2 separate regions of the Mus musculus genome follow, and region 1 is linked to region 2. A link is a contact called in public Hi-C data. All regions are on one chromosome and are shown on one strand. The core of a region is the stretch at or near the end of the contact, and the rest is flanking DNA. Distances in the headings are between cores, read along the strand shown.

Region 1 (3,544 bases), core at 673-3,172, 89 kb after region 2:
GCCCTGGTGATGTAGGGCTGTAATTTCAGCTACTTGGGAAGCCAAGACAGGTGGGTCAAAGGTTCAAGGCCAGCCTACTACACAGTGACTTTAAGGGTAGGCTGAGTAACTTACTGTCTCGAAATAAACAGTAAAATGATAGCTGGAGATGCAGCTCAATAGCAGAGTGTTAAAGTTTAGTCTGTTGCTAAGTATTATAATGATAAATTCTGGCCCTCGAGGGGGGTTGGTTGCCCCCAGGAATAAGGAGATTCTCATGTACACCAAATGATGCTATGTAACCTTGCTCCTTAATTTAAAACTATTGGTTGGATAAAGATTCCCACAGCCTGTAGCTGGGCAAAAGAGAGGTAGGTGGAGCTTCAGTTCCCAGACTGGAGGAAGAGACCAAGAGAAGAGAAATGAAGAGAATAGAAGACACCCTGGGGTAGGTGAATCATGAGAGCAGAGCCATGAGGGTCAGACAGTTGGAGTAGGAGTGGCCCAGGCAGAAGTGGCAAGTGATATCATGGAGTTCGTGACAGGGAAGTAGAAGAAATATCTTAGAGGGTTGATATCTGCCCAGCTCTAATGCTTTAAGCCTTATAAAACCTTATATTATAAATATAAAGGTTTTGTGTCTTTTATTTGGGAACTGAATGATCAAAGGTGAGGTATAAACTCCCAATTAATATTTACCACAACAATAGAGTAATTGTTTAGCATGTGGAAGGCCCTGAACTCAGTGCCCAGCACCACACACACAGAGATACATGTACACAAATACATACCCCGCGATACACGCACATGAAGACACACAGACTATATTCATATTTTTTTATCATGGTTTCAATCTGTTCCCATTATAAAATTATTTTAAAAATACTAAAACAACATTCAAAGTATATAGATATGGATATGTCTTATCAATGATTAAAATTAAACAAAATATTTTTTATGTTTCTGAAATTTATTTTTCAGAGATATTCAAATTATATATTAAAGTTAAGTCAGTATACATTCAAGTTATTAATCTAAAATATTAAAGTATTGAAATGATTCTGGAATTAAAATAATTTGTCTTTATATAAATTCACTGTCTTAATAAATATATAAGTATCTTTAACTTTAACCTATTCAGAATCCTAGGACTCAGCATCTATATTGTTGGTGAGGTATAGAGTGCATGACATTATATTCATTTTATGACCACATCTACATGCACACAAACATAACAGAAATTCTTAAACTATTCCCCAGCATTCTTCAGCTGCTATGTTGAACTATTTTATGTGTACTACAGTAATTTTATATATACTTTGGGTGAAACATATTGAAACAAGAGAAGCAAGAAACTCAATGGTTGAGGGCTGATGAGGTGGGTTAGCAGTTAAGAGCTCTCGTTCTTGCAGAGGACCTGAGTTCAGTCCCCAGCACTTATACAGATGCTCACAATCATCTGAAACTACACTTCCAGGGGATTCAACAGTTTCTTCTTAACACACATATATACACACACAAATACATACATACGTGAATGCAGACAAGAGATATGTACACATAAATAACTAAATTAAATACATCTAGAAAATAAAGAAAATAATCATTTGGTGCTACTGAGAAATGATCAATAAAAGTTTATTATATTCCAGATACTTGACAGGAAGAATTTGGCCTGCTCACTACTTTGTCTTGACTTCTAATGTTCAAATACTCCCAATATGCCATAGTGTCTGTCTCTGCAATTATCACCCCAACAGCATTCAGAGAAGGACAATTTGCAGCTCTCCGACTCAGGAACACAAGGCAAGAGATACAGAGAGGCATCTGCTGCATCCTGGATGGGGTAAGTCACAAGAGCACGTTTGGTTATGGATCTTGCTGAGTCAGTGCTGAGCGTCAGCCAGGAGGCACCGCTGCCATGTGCTCCCAATCAATTCACGTGTTTGAATGCTCTGTTGCTCTACAGTGTGAGACCCAGACAGGGCCTCACTTGCCCACACTTCTCGGCAGCTATCAGTGGCTAAAATAAGCTCTCAACCACAACTGGGGAAAGATTGCTCAATTGTAAAACATCTAATGCCGGAGAGTCCGCTGCCTGCTGCAATAAGTAATTTGGACTGTTATAATAATAAACATATACTCTGCACCATAACTTGCAACTCAACAAAATAGTCTGAATCCCCCAGTTAGTTTTATTTCATTTTATTAAATTTGGCCAGCGTGCAATGACACGTGTTTTGCTGCCACATTCATGTGTGAATTATGATGTTGTGTTCTTGTTACAATTTTTAGTCTTTGGAAGACCCTAGAGTGGGTAGCCTGGTTTGCATCCCTGCCGACAGGGTATAAATTTCTTTCCTCACCTTTTTGCCAGTATTTATTTTCTTTGCGATTCTCTGAATTTTGTGGGAATCTATTGCGACACCCTCATTTATATTCAATTTCCCAAATTGACCTTTTTCTTTTTCCTTTGATTATATTGGGTAGGGACTTGTAAATCTTGTTTGTTTGGTTTTTTTTTTTTTTTTTTTCTTCAAAGAACTAGCACTTTGACCTGTGTATTGCTCTTTTAGCTTCTATTTCACTGATTTATGTGGTGACTCTTGTCTGATCTTTGTTATTTCTTGCTAGCTACTGCTTTGGGGTTTGTCTTCTTCTGTTTTCCGGGTCTCTCTTTTTTTTTTTTTTTTTTTGTCCTTTTCTCCTCTTCTCTAAGACGAGGTTCACAGTAGTTCATTTATTTGATGTCATAAGCTTTCCTCTTAGTCTTGCCCTAGATGTACTGTGCATGAACTGCTAAGTTTTGTGTTCATTTTCATTTGGTTCATTCGTAGTCCCCCGACCCCCCCCCTCCAGTTTCTTCACTGATGAGCTGCCAGCCCTCCAACATCATGCTGTTCAGATTCTGCCAGGCACTCCAGTGAAGTCTGCTTGACAGGCTGAGAAGCCTGGGAGCACTCACGAGGAAAAGAGTTTCACAGAAACTCACCTCCTGGAGCTTTGGCGTTCTCATTAACCCGTATACTCATACCCTATCCCTGCATTAGTCTGGTGTATGGATCCACGTGCTCTCTTTTAGTATTATCTTATTATAAGTGCCTTTTAAGATTGAATTCTGACACATGTAAGCCCTCGCCAGTGTTCCAAGGTTCCAGAAGCCTACAAGCTTGGAATCCTGTAAGAATGCAGTAAGGAAGTTACCTATTCAGTAACTAATTAAGCCAAAGCAGCTCAAAGCTGGTCTGTAGAGTGTTTACCATGAAAGAGCCAGGGAATCCCACTGAGATAGAAATCTTCAGTACAGGCTACATTGCATATTAGAAGCAAGTTGGTGAATTCTTCTGACAAATGGAGATTCTCCAGATACTTAAAAGTTATACTCATATAAGAATCTAACAAGGCCTAGGAAATAGGGGGGCATTCTGCTTAGAGCAGAACCCCCTGGTGCTAGCCTTCACAAGGCTCAAAGGAGTAGCATTAGGGTGTGAAATCCTTACCTGTCATTAAGCTGACCCTATGCAGGACGGCTTTATCTTTACTGTAAACATTTACCTGGTTCCTG
Region 2 (3,710 bases), core at 18-2,517:
CTTCTCTGAATTCTTAGATGAAAAGACAGGGCTTAAGGAAGGGAGGAAAATGTGCCCCAGTAACTTAAGAGAGCTATGAAGTCAGGGACACTCCAACTCAGAAATGACTGAGGCGGTCAAACCATGAACACCTGGGGCATTTGACAGGAGAGCACACTTACGTTTAAATATGGTAATTACTGACTTTCCCAGGAAACTCAGAGTAGAAGTAGGAACTTGGATTTTGACATTCTTCCTTCTCTTCCTCTTTCCTTTTTCATTTTTTAAAATAATGTAATTCCTACATATTTCTGCAGTTTGCTTAGGGTTACTGCCAACACTAGCCTTTTTGTGAATTTAGCAACAGTTATTTAAAGTAGCCATGACCCTGTCCAAATCTTTACATCACAGCACTTCCTTGGCTAAATCAAAGGGGAAGATGGAAGGCTCTATAAGCCTATCGCCCTTTGCATTTAGCCTTTCCTTTGGGCTTCGGCCATGCCTGTCTTCTGGATTTCCCCAGACCTAGGGAATGTGACAGATGTGAAATTGGAAAGAGGAAAATCCCCTGGCACAGGAAGACTGACTAATGGGTAAGTATAAGGTGAATCCTTGGGCATTCCCTGGAGGAGCCATAATGAGTCTTCAAAGAAGGAGAATATATGAAATACTGTCTTCTGGATTGGGCCCAAGGCTAGCTCCTTGGATAAGTATGGGGCTTCCTTCCAATTTGCTCAGGCTATTTACACATTTCTGAATCACTTTGAACAACGATATCTTAAGGTGACCAAGAGCCTTGAGAGGACTAAAGCAGAAGTCATTGTTTTTAAAGGTGCTTGGACCTTATTGATCTTCAGGAAGGGTAGGTGCAACCCTCACGCCTTTATTGTAGATAAATCCACAAGTTAGAACACTAGGGCTTTTTAATGTAATAAATATGCTTTGGTGTATGGAAAATGGAAATAAGATCAAGGGATCTTTGGAGAAAGATGTTTCACCAGGAAGATTTGAATTCAGATCCTAGGACCCATGTAATCCTAGTTTGGGGTGGAAGAGGAGTGTATGTACTTAAAGTGATTGTTAAAAATTAGATGATTCCCTGCTTTTTTTTTTTTTTAAATAGAAATTAGACCTGATTTAGAGTTAAAAAACCTTCCTGACTATTTAGAAACTTTGCAAGATTTTCCATTCCTCGATGTTAAATCTGCATCTGGCCACAAGCTACAGTTTAGCTTTTGGCCTCCAAGTCATGGATTGGCAGTGATACAGGGAAACCCAGGGAACGGACTGTGTAAACAAACAATCTTCCCAAATGCTCATGCAATCCAACGGAGTCTGCAAGCTTCTCTGCCGCTTTGTGCTGAATAAAATGAAAGGAGCAGGAGAGGGGACGGGATAGAGGTTGTAGGGAGAAGTGGAGAGGGGGATCCCTGGCAATAGAGAGATGCCTAAGTAGATTATATTATTGACTCTTAGTTGACTACTAAAAAGAATGAGGTGATCATATATAGAACTTAGAGATATGCCATATGCATGAGTGTGGATATGTACTTTTCACTACGGCATATAAAGGCTATAGTGTACATTTACAAATTATACAACTAGGAGTCTATGCTTTTATGCATATTGAGCAGTTGAGGGAAATATCATTCACCTCAAAGGAATGGAAACAGGACAAAGAAGCCTGTCAACTCATCTGTGCATACTCACACTTTACTTGAGTTTTTATAGGTTTTTGACTGGCCATTTAAAATAACCAACTTTTAAAACACACACACACACACACACACACACACACACACACACACACACACATCCTCTCCTGAAATCACATACAATAATAAATATAATAAATAGTGAGGCCGCTAAAAGCCTAGCTTATTTACAGAGTAGTACTGACCTAGCATGTGTGAGGCCTACAGTTTAATTTTCATCCCTACAGGAAAAAAACAAGACAAGGAAATCCAAACAAACAGAACTCCAATCGCTACAGGATATCCAAGCCCTAAACAGGACCTTGAGGAAATACTCTTCACCTTTCTGCCTTGCAGAATGAATGTTGAGTTTAAAATGCTTCTGCAAAATAAATATGGGGTAAATATGAGTGACATTGGCAATAAGGCTCACAATTACATAACGCAGGGCACTAGGGAACTCTGTCTGTAGACAGACTTTGCTTCAGTTTTAATCCTCCGAAGCTGCACAGATTCCCACTCTGGCAGACCAAGGGCAGGTGCACTTAGCTTGTGTCCTCTGGTAGAGGCTGGAGACACACTGCCTCATGACTCCCTCAAGATTGCCCAGTGAGCTGTGAAGTTCCCAGGAAGTCCTCCGAAACTCACCCATCCTCGTGGCCATGCTGGCTCTCCGGTTTGTAAAGGACAGATTTATTATGACAACTGAGAGTAAACAAGTAGCCATTTTCTTGTCAAAATCTCAGAAGGGGCCATAAAATGTGCAGCTCACGAGCAATTAGTCAAGTGCTCAGAAACAACCGGCTGAGCCTGAGCAAAGAGGAAAACCCGTGGCTTTGATCCATAACCCCTCAGCAGACCACCCACACTGCGCGCTCAAGAACCATGTGTGCTCATCAACAGCACAATAAGATCTGCAATTCTCCGGCTGTTTATATTCATGACACTCTGTTGGGTGCTCTCTCAGCGGGAGAGAGGAATACTTAATGTCATTCTTATAGCTGGTTGGAATGTGTTATGCATTTGTTCTTTGAATGAGGCCTTTGAGAGCTTCTGTGTCTCTCTACACCACATCCATGTGTCCAGAGTAACTGTCTGAGCCAGCAGGGTTTGTGTTTTCTCTAAGTCTACTTGTTAGGGAGGGTGAGTGGGCCGGTGGTCACCTGCTTGTGGCATTTCGAGACTTCTGTTGTGAGGGCAGTGAACTAAAGCATGGGTTTATTAGCCATGAGTGGATGTCAGAATGCAGGAGGAGGTGGTGATCCATGCTGTGCTGTGATTACAACACAAACCAGCCACGTCTGTAGATGCAGTGATGTCTAAATCCGGAAGATGGTGACTTGTGTGTCAACTCTGAATATGTAGAATGTGGAATTTTAGGAGCAGTGATAATTGGACTTGAGGTAGGGTAGGTTTGCTACCGGCCATTCAACTTACCTCCAGTCTTCCCTCAAGGTAGACTTCCTAGTAAAAGGAGGATTCTGCACTGGGCCCAGAGACTTGGATGAAGACTTTTGTTGACATGGGAGGACACAGAGGAAGAGACTCTAACTATACTCATTGTCTATTAATCAGCAGTGTAAGAAAATACATAGGACCTTTGACACTAGTGCAGAAGAGAACATTTCCAAGAGAAGAAACCAGATGTAGGACAAGTATCCGTCTAATATAGGGCTAAGTAAGACTCCATATTAAATGGCATTTGATCTTCAGATGCCATCATGGTTCTCTGGACTGTGATGTTTTGTAATAATACTGTTTTTACAATGGTACTATAGTTCCACAAATGGCACTGCAGTAATAAACGCTTTCTATGTTCAGATAAAGATTCAAAGCAAGAACGAGTAGAATAAAAGTCAAAGCAAATGAAAGAATTGAGTCTCAATCTCAAGAAAGATATGCATGCAAATGAGGCTTCTCAGCTGTAGGGTGGGGCTTTGGGGTGGGTTGTGATTTTATCACTTTCTTTGTTGGGTCTACTTCAATGCTACCCTTCCCTTCCAGGGTTGAGTCTCTGGCTTTTGTGAGAACTTGTAG

The links. A called contact is a pair of places that touch in the nucleus more often than the background predicts.
Region 1: a contact with region 2 is called in a Hi-C map of uterus. A contact is called at or near these places in 3 of 484 Hi-C or Micro-C datasets (nephron progenitors and uterus), 1 of 130 datasets of targeted methods (embryonic stem cells) and 1 of 9 other capture datasets (embryonic stem cells).

What each region holds. Positions count from the first base shown.
Region 1 is chr19:23,488,034-23,491,577 of GRCm38.p6, forward strand. No RefSeq gene overlaps it. Among named protein-coding and RNA genes, the nearest start is that of Gm34012, 7.0 kb to the right of the region's middle.
Region 2 is chr19:23,399,409-23,403,118 of GRCm38.p6, forward strand. The region is part of intron 2 of Mamdc2 (MAM domain containing 2); the gene reads right to left. Among named protein-coding and RNA genes, the nearest start is that of Mamdc2, 47 kb to the right of the region's middle.